Regions from separate parts of the Drosophila melanogaster genome. Here region 2 is linked to region 1. The links are chromatin contacts, called in public Hi-C maps. All regions are on one chromosome and are shown on one strand. The core of a region is the stretch at or near the end of the contact, and the rest is flanking DNA. Distances in the headings are between cores, read along the strand shown. Region 1 holds the start of FIG4 (FIG4 phosphoinositide 5-phosphatase). Region 2 holds the start of CG3294.

Region 1 (5,876 bases), core at 1,371-3,870:
ATGTGAGGTCCTGAAAGTCAAGTCAACCTTTTTATATAAAACTAAAGCTAATGAGGGTGCAGTTGGTTACCAGTTAGCTCCTTAACCAGAACCTGAATGGCGCCAGGAATAGCTGCGAATGCATTGATGTTGTCATTGCTCTGGAGGAACCCCAGCGACAAGCGGCACAGATCCTCGGAGGTGGCGTGCTTGCGACGCTTGATCCTGCTGGCCATTCCAATGACGTCCTTGGTGCCCATCTCAAGAGCCGCCACTTCCTGCTTAACCTGTCCAAGTCCAATGCGCAATGAGTCTTTCGCCTTTATGCGGCACTCAACACGGTGATCCTTGGCATATGCACGAATCTTGTTTCGCAGAAAACTTCCCTCCCCAGTTGTCGTCACAAAGTCCATTTGTTTAAATTTCATGGAATCCTTAGCAAGTGAGCAATATTCCGATAATAATAACAGATTATCGATAACTATGAAAGGTTAACAGCACTTCACTCATCAGCTGTTAAAATTGTAAACAAAAAAGGTACGCACTTGTTTGTTTATATTTTATTTGGAGTAAGTAATGCTTATTTAATTTCAGGTCAATGGTGGTAATCTGAGCCCGGAATCGATGGATAAACATATTCAGTGGCACCCAGGAACCCGATTTTTCATATGTGAATTTATTTTTATACTGGCAAAGAAGTTCGGCGAGGAGATTCATTTCCTTTTTGTGCCTTTTTAATTTAATTTTTCTATGATTTCCACGGAAAAAGTCCAGTGCTCCTTCTGTCCAAAATTATTCACCACTAGCTAGGCGAAAATGTGAAAAAACTATACGAAGATAAATGTTTGTTTTTCCAAAGAAATTTATTTCAATTTTATATTCTTCAACAGGTAAAGGATATCGATATCCGATAAGAATTTTCCCATCAAAACTTGGGCTGACCACCACAGGGCGACCCTTGCAAGTTTGCGTTTATCTCAGCTGTTAAATATGGTAAACACACCTTAGTTTCAAAAATCATCATTTTGATAAATAATTTGAATTTCGAACATCGATAATAAATCGATTTAGCATATGGCCCAGAGAATAGGGTGCCCAGTGTACTGTGCACAATGTGAAGTTTAGCTTATTATTATTTTGAATTGTTCATCAAGGCAATCGCATTAATTTTCAATTAATTGGGATGTATGAAACGGATTCCTAAATTATAAAAGATTGCTTTTCCAGCTATAAGCTATTTAGTATATACATCAGGTAAGTAATATAGTCCTTCATAAAGTTCAGCCTAATAAGTATTGTTTATTACAGGGATAATGGCGGAAATATGCCGAGTTTGTATGGATATTTCTGGTAAACTCGTTAACATATTTGACGCCAGACGAAGAACCAGAGTTTCCATTGCCGAGATGATCGCGCAGTGCACCGGATTCGAGGTCAAACGTGGCGATTTGTTTTCGGAAATGATATGCCCACAGTGCTATGAGGACGTAAAGAGCGCGTATGGGATAAGGCAAACTTGTGAGGAAAGCCACCAGTTCTACTGCCGAGTTCGCGATGAAGGCATCGAGGATGCTTTATGCGCCTTGCTCGAAGAAGAAGACTGGGAGATTTCGGAAGACGAAGATGCGCGGATTGATTCTGCATCCGCTGCTGATGACGATGGGAAAAGCGACAGCAAGAAGGTAGCATTCGAATGTCGAGAATGCCACAAGAAATACCAGCGAAAGGGAACTTTTCTGAGGCACATGCGAACACACATGGACGGACAATCCTTCCCATGCCCCTACTGCAAGCGGAACTTTAGACTTAGAGTCACTCTCAAGGCGCACATGAAGACCCACAATGCAGCGAAACCCTACGAGTGTTCCCACTGCGCCAAGACCTTTGCGCAGCAGTCCACTCTGCAGTCGCATGAGCGAACTCACACTGGCGAACGACCATTCAAGTGTTCACAGTGCTCAAAAACCTTTATTAAATCATCCGATCTCCGGCGTCACATCCGCACACATGGCAGCGAGAGACCGTTCAAGTGCTCCAAGTGCACGAAAACATTTACGAGGAAGTTTCACCTTGATAACCATTTCCGTTCTCACACTGGTGAACGACCATTCAAGTGTTCCCACTGCCCCAAGGCCTTCGCTATGAAGCAGCACCTCAAGCAGCACAGCCGCCTGCACTTACCAGATCGTCCATTTCGCTGCTCCCACTGTCCCAAGACTTTTCGGCTGAGCAGCACTCTCAAGGAGCACAAGCTCGTACACAACGCTGAAAGAACATTTAAGTGTCCTCACTGTGCCAGTTTCTATAAGCAGAGAAAAACACTTGCTAGACATATCCTCGAGATACACAAGTGACCACTACTTTAAAAACACTTGGAAGACATATCTTCCATGTGCACTACTTTAAAATGGACAAAAATGATTTTGCTAGATGATAAAATAAGCTAACATATTCATAGGTATTGTAAGAATAAGGCATAAAATTGGTTGGTAATGAATATGCCTATTTTGATATGTTTTATGATGGAATAAAATGTTATTTATATTTGATTGAACCAAAACAAAATTAATTAATCGACTCCCTCTCACGCTGCCAACACTGGCCATTTCTCGCATATCCAACTACAGATGATGATCAGCTGTTTGTTGTTTATGTGGGAGCGGCCTGAGAAATTGTAACAAAAAAATTTCGGAAAAGCTGAAAAAATGAACAATGATAATCCGAATATAGTTTTCAATCCCCTGATAAGCTCCATCCAAAAAGTAGTGCTCTATGAGACACGAGCGGTAAGAAATCACCTCCAGCTGACCTTTTTTTGACTAATCACATATATCGCCATAATTTCAGCGCCTCTATTTGGTGGGCAGCAACAATCGGGAGACTCGGTTTCGCCTCCTGACCATAGACCGACTTGCCCACAACCGGCTGAGTATCGAGGAGAATGCCAACGAGTTTAACAGCCTGGAGATCCGACGTTTTGTCGCTTCCCTTTCGGGTTCGCCCAAGGTGACGTCCGCTTATGGCGTCCTTGGATTTGTGCGCTTCCTCGAGGGCTACTACCTCTTGCTGGTGACAAAGCGCAAATGCTGCGCCCACATCGGCCGCCACCTGGTCTACACTATTAAGGACACGGTGATGGTGCGTGTGAACGAGGTGACCTCGCAACGACCACCGCATCCGCATGAGGATCGCTACAAGCGGATGTTTCAGAATATCGACCTCCGTAGCAACTTCTATTTCTCATACTCCTACGATTTGACGCGAACGCTGCAGTACAACGAGTCCGCGCCTCGCTACGTTGGTGCCAAGGTAGATCTCGACCGCGACGAACCTCTTCCCGATTGGAATACGCTAACTAGCAATGTGGACAAGGCCCATGAGCGTGTGGATTACGCGTTTCGCTCCGATTCCCGCAAGCGCTTTGTCTGGAATGCCTATCTCCTGCAGCCCATGGAAGGCATAATGCTCAAGGACTGGCTTCTAGAGGTTACTCACGGTTTTGTCAGCCAATCCTGCATCAGCATTTTTGGGAGGCACGTCAATGTTTGCCTGGTGGCACGCAGGAGCTCACGCTTCGCCGGTACCCGTTTCCTTAAGCGTGGAGCCAACTTTCAAGGGGACGTGGCCAATGAGGTGGAGACCGAACAGATCGTCAGCGATGGTCAGAGAATCTGCGCCTTCACCCAAATGCGAGGCTCCATACCGTCACACTGGTCCCAGGATATCAGTAAAATGGTGCCCAAGCCGCAGATTCAATTGGACATTTGCGATCCATATGCGCAGACTCCGTCGCTTCACTTCGAACGGCTGCTCTTCCATTATGGTGCGCCGCTCATTATGCTCAATCTGGTGAAGAAGAGGGAGCGGCGCAAGCACGAGTCGATCATCTCCAAGGAGCTGGAGTACAGTATCCGCTATCTCAACCAATTCCTGCCGCCGCCGCACCGCATGAAGCACATCCACTTCGATATGGCACGACAAAGTCGCCTGAGCGGAGGCAACGTCATGGAGCAATTAGCAATTCATGCAGAAAGTATTGTCCAAATGACGGGTATGTTTTTCAAGGCGGCTGGCAGTGAGCCCGGTTTGCAGACTGGGATTGTACGCACAAACTGCGTAGACTGCCTGGATCGCACCAATTCGGCCCAGTTTGCGATTGGAAAGTGCGCTTTGGGTCACCAACTGGAGCGTCTGGGTTTTGTTAAATCCGCTAAGCTGGAGTTCGACTCGGATTGCGTGACGATGCTGGAAAACCTGTATGAGGAGCACGGCGATACACTGGCCCTGCAATACGGCGGGTCGCAGCTGGTGCACCGGATTAAGACATACCGAAAGACGGCGCCCTGGGGATCTCAGGGTAGCGATGTGATGCAGACCCTCAGTCGGTACTACAGCAACACGTTTAGCGACACCGAGAAGCAGCACAGCATCAACTTGTTCTTGGGCATATACAAGCCCAGTTTGACAAAGCGTGACTAAACTAAACTCTTTAATATTTAAATTAAATTATTTAATACAATTTTCACGCAGAGGGTCCACCCATTTGGGAGCTACAGACGGACTACGACATGCACAACGCATTCGTGCCGAGAGCGGATAGCAAGGCCATCACCGATTGGGTGCGCCACAAGGTTCGCGCGTGCCTACCCTATTCGTGTGCGGACTCCAACAAACTGGTCAAGGAGCTGTTTCGCGTTCACAGCAGCGGCCTGGAAATGATCGATGCCTACTCAAACTATCATCAGTCCTTCAAGTGGACTGATTTCAGCGAGCACATTGCGTTCGAGATCAGCCAGCTGGCACTGCGATACATGCCCACATTCCGCACTAATTTCAGTCCGTTCCAGAGGCAAATCCAGACATCGCGAAAGGCTCGTCAAAATCCCTCGATGACGGGGCAAAGTTCCACGGGTTCTATGAATAGCAATTCCTCAAGTTCCAGCGAAGGTGACGATAGCTCCAGTGACGAGGAGTTAAGTGCAAGTTTTGCCGAGAAGGAGGCAAACCAGACGGAATCGACCGAACCAGCCGCCGCCACTCTGGCCACAGGACTGCCCTCGATGGAGGAAATCTATGGGTGCACCATCAATCCGCCCTCCAAGCAGAGCATGGCTGTTTATAAGAAGTACGTGCAGATGGGCAAGCTGTCCAGTGGAGGTGCGAGGCCGGCTCAGACAGCCGTTGCTCAGCGCGATCAGGAGCTGGCCAAGATTATGCGTGGCATTACCCTGCGTCCACTCAGTGACTACGGCACCGACTCCTATCTCAGCGTGCGTCCGCCGGTCGTTCCTCGCAAGAGTCTAACTATCTATGCCGAGTACTGTCGCACTCGAAGCACCTTTAATGCTGTGCCCAAACTGGAGGAATTCGATGTACTCTATCAATATGTGCAAAAGCTGTAGTCACTGATATGTAATGTCAATTGATATTTTAGTTTGTTTTCCCAAAATATATTATATATTATATTAAGTTAAATAACATCGCTAATCCAATGTCTCGCTCTAGAATTTATTTAAATACTTTAATTTCTGCATTTAACTTACACAAGTGATTCGTTAAAAATACTCGGAAATGGCTATTGTTGGGAGAGGTTCCTAACAGCTACTGGCCACATGGTCCTCCTGCCTCCGCATGTGAGGGTGAGGCTTGCATGGCGTTGTAGCCGCACTTCTGGCCGAGATTGAGCAGGTGTGGGTTGGTGGGCTTGTACACTGTGGCCATTTCCTGGGCCAGCATAAACTGCTCCTGCTCCGGATAGTCGTGTTCGCAGTGGTGTTCCCCGCAAATCTTGCACTCGTAGATGTTGGGTCTCAGCGTGTTCCGGATGCGCTGCGAAATGAGTTCAACATCGGGTTAATAATGTGGCATAGGAAAATGCTAGCAGCAACATACTTCCC
Region 2 (5,876 bases), core at 2,338-4,837, 330 kb after region 1:
GCATCTGCCTCCCCGAACTCCAACACAGTCATCACCCTTTTTCACGACCCGTTGACAGCGCAAATATGCAAAGTCAAGTGGCAATTTATCATGCTATGCAGTGAAACCGCCCTCCAGGCAGCGCGAGAGTTAAAGGTGGCGGCCCAAACCGCCGCGTGGGGCACTCTGGGGTTAAGTGGCAAACTAAATTGAATCGCCAGCGACGAACCATGCGTGGGCATGTATCTACGCCTACAACTAACAACCCGCGGCCCCAACAAACCCCTCGTCACACTGAAACTGCACATTGGATTTGGAGTGATTTACATGCTGATTTATACACTAGCTAGGTTTTTTTGGTAAAAAGAAATAACTGCGAATTTAAAATAAGTTGCTTCAATTCTGCATTCCAATTTTTGCACTTTCCTGAAAGAACCATATAATTCAATATGAGCTCAGTTAATATTAAATAATTATCTAATTGTTATAAATTCACCGGCATTATCTAGAGCAGGTCCAGTGTCCATAGCTCTGTTTACGGTTCGCTTTGCATTTAAATCGATGCGACGCTGACCTTTCCCTCAATTAAAAGTGCACACCCACCCGGCGATGAGGGCGCACAGTGGCGGTCGAAAGTAATGGGACACTCTTTCACTGGGGGCGTTGCTGTCGACACTTTACCTCATTAGCAGCATCAGCAGCATCGGCCGCTTGTATAATTAATGATTGCGCCCCCTGCCGCAGGCTTCGTATTGATTTTAATTTGTGGAATTTACTGGGTAAATATGATAAATTCGAGATGTACAGAGGGCTTTACTGCGCGAGATGGGACAGCAGCACTTAGCAAAGTAATTAACCAGCCCGATTTGGCAACGACTGCCGCCTGCCAGCTGCCAGCTTGGTCATCCTCAAAGCCAGTTGGTCAGATCGAGCCAGTTGGTCACTTGACAATACGTAACCCAAACCCATGCAACCCCCAAACGGCAGGCGGAAGTGCCCGAGGCAACCGCAAAACAACTCGACTCCATCTACCGACCTCAGGCGTCTCCGGAAATTCACCCTGCCGTTGACAAGCCTCAAGAGAGATCCAACCAAAGACACTCGTCCCAGTCAGTAAGTGACCGCAGCAACAGAAACAGCAACTAAAGGGGGGGGGGGGGGGTTCGCACTGGGAATATGGCGATGTGTCGGTTTCTGGGACGGCGAATGCAACGGAAGGATGCGATGGGCTGCGATGACACTGGCGGCGAAAGGCGGAGTAATATGCGTAATTAAACAAAACCGCAAGTGGGCCAGAGCAACAGCAATAAACGGAATGGGGCGCAAAAAGGATTCAGTTACCAGGGATAAAAGCAAGTGCAGCTGCAGTGTATCCACTCGAAGAATGGTCAAAGTGAAGGGTATATAAACAAGGCGAAGTTGGGAGTCCCTAACTAAGGACATGCACTTGCCCATTATAAAAAAACGTTGCTTACAAAAATGCGAAGTTTATTCATATAAATAGATTTGTTGAGCAAATGAAAATTACATTAATCATTTATGCTTTGCTGAAATAAATAAAACCATTGTTGCCACTTTACTGCGCGACAAGAGGCGACAGCAAATGTTGATACCCTTCGGCGAGAGATGACAGCAGGCTTAAATTAAATATTTGCAAGGACGCAGGACGAAGTGAGCAGAGTGCGGGCCAAAAGGACGAAAGAAATCAAAGAGCAGCGAGCAACGAGAAGCCCAAAAACGCAGCGCCACATAAATGTGGGGCATGCAGATTGAAGTGTCGTCCGGAGACGAGGACCATGGCAAACGGGAAAACGGGAAAATGGTTCCATGGAAAATCAGAGGCATGTGGCAGGCCATGGAAAATGCCATTCAAGTGCGACTTAACACCCCTCAGACAGCTTTTAGGCAGTGAAAATTGATCGAAAGACTAAGAGCAAACATCGTTGACTGACAGCGACTTCAAAAAATCCAACAGAAAGCAGTGAGAACAGCGCAAAAGGGCTGCAAAGCGGCAAGATACTTTCCCAGTATCTTCGAGATACTTCAGCGAAATGTGCAACAATGTGCCAGCATCGATTTTCTATTAGCCACGAGACACTTGAGCCACAAAACTAAATACAGAGGGCAAATATTGATAAATACGTAACGACACGACGACGACGAGGAAGACGGAAAACCACAACAACCACATTATGAATACTACTAAAGCTCGTAACTGTCCATCGACCAGACAAGAACATAATAAACACCGTTCATGGGTCCGAAAATAAAACGCAGAACGTAACTCGGAAGAGGTCGCCACATCCTCATCCCCATCCACATCCCCTCCAGAACTCGATGACCACCTCAGCCAATGTAACACTAGAGCAACAAATGCGGTCAAATCGTTTATTATTGAAAATTAAATGCCCCTTTTAGGCGTACAGAAAAAAATTGTAAGTAAAGAACATATTGTTTTAATTTGCGATATATGTTCTTCTTTCTTTAAGTTTATATTTAAGTTATTTAATTGCATTTCAATAAGTGATGGTTACAAAAATCTACTATTACAACTAATATAGCATCTATGGATTGATAGCATCAAATCCAAAAATATTGTTTTCTAAATATCCCTTAATTGCTAGCTTTAGAATCAGGCTATTTTATGTATTTAGATAACATTTGTTTTCTTTTTCTCCCAGTGTAAGAACCACTTACCTGTTAGGGCTGCCAAATTCAGAATAAATCCAATTAGCCGCATTGCGAGAATCTCAACGAATATGAATTTGAATTCCTGTGGTTACTACACAAAAAACCGTGAATATGCTTGCGACCTGATTACGAGTTCAAAGTGCCAGCGGCGCGAATTATTTCATTTATCTAATATCAAGTTGTGCCGCGAGAATTCACATCAATTGTTTTGACTTAGTTTCGCACAACTCAGTTGGTTTTCCGTGAGCCAAGCTCGGCGATTCGGCGCTTGAGCCGGAGTCCAAATTCCGGACTTCGGATTTCGGAGCCGAGCGCAAAAGGAGAGCTCAGAGAGAAAGCCAGGAGAAAGGCTTTCTCTGGCGACACGAAGTGTAGGTGAACCGACGCGCACGAATTTTACTTTATCACTGAATTTGATTTTTTTTCGCATCTTCGGCAATCGCCGGACACAATGTTGCTGGCAACATTGTTGCAGAGGGGAATTTTCGAGTTCGAAAGTTTCTGGTTCGATGGAAGGGGGAATTGAGAAAAAGCTTGAATAAACGGTTCAATTCAAAATATACAAATCTGATAAACAAGAAAATATTCAAACTAAGCGCTTCTATTAAATTTTAAAAGCTCTTCGACACAGTGCTATAAAAATCACATAACATAATTTATAGCAGTGTAAGTTGAACTGAGGCTTTTGGCATTGTGCTATACAGCAATGTTATTTTACATTTTATAGCAAGAACGAAACTTGGTGTTATATTAGACTGTTATAATTTATAATAAATTTTGAATTACAAAAATCGTAAGAATTCGTAAATTTTAAACATTTATGATATGAAATCTTAATTTTGAGGGAAAACTTACAAAACATTTTTGATTTGCCAGATTTATGAAAACTTTGAAAAATATGTAAATGTAAAAATGTAATTTTTTTCGTGCTGCAGTATTTTGTGGTATTTTTCATAGACCCTGTACACGGTATTAATCAGCTGTGTTCTCACAAATGCGTTTCAGCTGCTCACCGAAATTCAATGTTTTGATTTTGCGAAATGCCGGGAAGGAAGTAAATAACTATAAATTTGTTTAAATATAATGTATAATTTAATTTAATGTATATAATTTATACAAAGGGCACGGCGAAAGTTAATCAAGAAGCAGCAGAGGAAGCGGCGTCGTCAAAAACATGCCAAAGAACGTGATAAACTGGAGGAAGAGGCGGAAAACCAAAGACTTATGCAGCCGGAGTACCAGAAATGGTCGCAGGAACAGGAGGAAATGCAGGAATTCCAACGACTAGCCGACGAACGGGAGCGCCAGTTGGCGGAGGAGTCCTGGCTGCGACGCGAAGCCACAGCGCAGCGACAATTCCAAATGGACGAGGCGAAGAAGCGTCAGGAGCAGGAGGAAGTGGAGCGTTTGCAGCGGGAACAGGCGAAAGAGCGGGCGGAACGGGAGGAGAGACAGCGGAAGCAGCGCGAGGAAGAGACACGAAAAGCCGCCAAGGCTGCCGCCGAATTCGATGCCATGATGGAGAGCATGGATGAGTATCTGAACAACCCGCGTATCGAGAAGCCACCCAGCCACCTTCTGCGTGTAATGGAGACGCATCCGGAGGAACGAGCCTGCGAGTTCTTTAGCCGCACCAACTGTTGCCGCTACGGTCACGCCTGCACCTTCAACCATCGCCGCCCGATGCTGGGAAGGATCCTTCTCATCCGGCACTTCTTCAACCATTCCATGCTGCAGAAGCGATGCACGCACAAGGAGTACGCCTCGGCGGAGGAACACCTGGAATTGACCGAACAGGATCTGCGCCACGACTACGATGAGTTCTTCAACGATGTCGTCGAAGAACTGAGAAAGTTCGGCACCATTGTCAACTTCCGCACGGTGCGCAATACGCTGGAACACCTCAGGGGTCACGTCTTTGTGGAGTACACAAACGAACGGTTTGTCTGAGAGTATTAATTATCATTATTATTATTTAATTAATATGACATTGTTTATATGCAAGCAATTCGGATATTCAAATGCAGCCTATTTCCCAGCATTTTCATGTAAAAGTTAATTCATATAATTCACAATTTTAATTTATACCTGTTCTCTCGCCAAAAAATATATATATTGTATTGTCTCTGCGCTTGCATACTTTTATGTTATGTTAATAATGTCTAAAGAGGTCATAAACTAATTATTATAAAGCGTACGTCATGATTTCAGATCTGCACTTCGCGCATTTACCAATCTCCAAGGTCGCTACTACGCCTCCAAGCGACTAAACGTGGAGTTCTCCAATCTGAGGACCTGGCGCGGCGCAGTCTGCGGTACGTGAACTGCATGCCAAGAGGAAGCCGTATCCTTTAAAAAACCAAAACTCAAAGCAAGCCCATTCATATGTTTTAATACCATTTTCTTTAACACAATCTGTGACTTCTTAAAGGTTTGTCCTTAACACGTAAATGTCCCAAAGGTAACGACTGCGGCTATCTGCACCTGTTTGGCAATCCGAACAACCTGTTCAACACGGAACTGGAGTACACCAGCGGTCCACGCAGTGAACGACGCTCCAGCCAAACTCCAACGGCCAAGACACCCAGGTGGATTTAAATATAATATTAGTTTATATTCCGGCAAACTATTTAAATACTTTCCCTATCTCTTCAGTTGGGATGAGCACAGCGAGCACGGCAGGAACTGGCGCTGGTCGGCAAGCCCCGAGGTTGAACTGGAAAACTCCAAGGACTTGGGCAACCGAGGTCGGGATCTCAAAAACAACCAACAGCGGAATCATCATTCCAGGTCAAGAAGTGACCGGAGTTCCGTGCGCTCTAAAAGAGAGCACAGCTCCTCGGGATCTTCACATGACGATCGCAGATCAAAGAGGCATCATCATCATCACAACTCCACAACACCCGATCATCAGCACAACCATTGCCAATAAAAACCAAAGTATTAATTCAAGTGTTTTCTTTTTTATGGGATCTTTACAAAATTTTATTCAATCTCTTTGTGGACAAAACATGAGTGTCTCAAACAAAATACTAAAGAGATTCCGAATTTCTTGCTTGAATGACAGACAGTGGGTCAGAGCGAAACACTTGCAATTTAGGATTGCCTATAAATATTTAAGGTGCGATCTGAAAACGACTCAACTGTTTACAACGGAATAGAATTCTACGCGTAAAATTGGCAGTTTCGAAGGTAGGGAGGAAGGA

What was found. Hi-C and Micro-C count contacts between places; a contact is called where the count stands out from the background.
Region 2: a Hi-C map of the Kc167 cell line shows a contact between it and region 1, with 3 times the contacts expected there. The contact joins the promoter of CG3294 here to the promoter of FIG4 in region 1. A contact is called at or near these places in 10 of 107 Hi-C or Micro-C datasets (the Clone 8 cell line, the D17-c3 cell line, the Kc167 cell line and 4 more) and 1 of 6 datasets of contacts at active chromatin or transcription factors (the Kc167 cell line).

The regions. Positions count from the first base shown.
Region 1 is chr2L:4,462,554-4,468,429 of dm6, forward strand. It overlaps FIG4 (FIG4 phosphoinositide 5-phosphatase), which reads left to right and starts at 2,621. Exons shown (of 3, transcript NM_134997.4): 1 at 2,621-2,765; 2 at 2,827-4,450; 3 at 4,510-5,469. The coding sequence starts at 2,685. The coding sequence ends at 5,381. It overlaps Paris (Parkin Interacting Substrate), which reads left to right and starts at 1,058. Exons shown (of 2, transcript NM_134996.4): 1 at 1,058-1,233; 2 at 1,288-2,522. The coding sequence starts at 1,293. The coding sequence ends at 2,333. It overlaps CG15443, which reads right to left and starts at 894. Exons shown (of 2, transcript NM_001273100.1): 1 at 71-894; 2 at 1-10. The coding sequence starts at 407. It overlaps ine (inebriated), which reads right to left. Exons shown (of 10, transcript NM_175958.3): 9 at 5,872-5,876; 10 at 5,447-5,808. The coding sequence ends at 5,581.
Region 2 is chr2L:4,790,962-4,796,837 of dm6, forward strand. It overlaps CG3294, which reads left to right and starts at 3,588. Exons shown (of 5, transcript NM_175962.1): 1 at 3,588-3,724; 2 at 3,792-4,610; 3 at 4,882-5,014; 4 at 5,132-5,258; 5 at 5,326-5,615. The coding sequence starts at 3,711. The coding sequence ends at 4,993. It overlaps fipi (factor of interpulse interval), which reads right to left and starts at 3,083. Exons shown (of 7, transcript NM_175961.3): 1 at 2,677-3,083. The coding sequence starts at 2,719. It overlaps slf (schlaff), which reads right to left. Exons shown (of 3, transcript NM_135014.3): 3 at 5,639-5,876.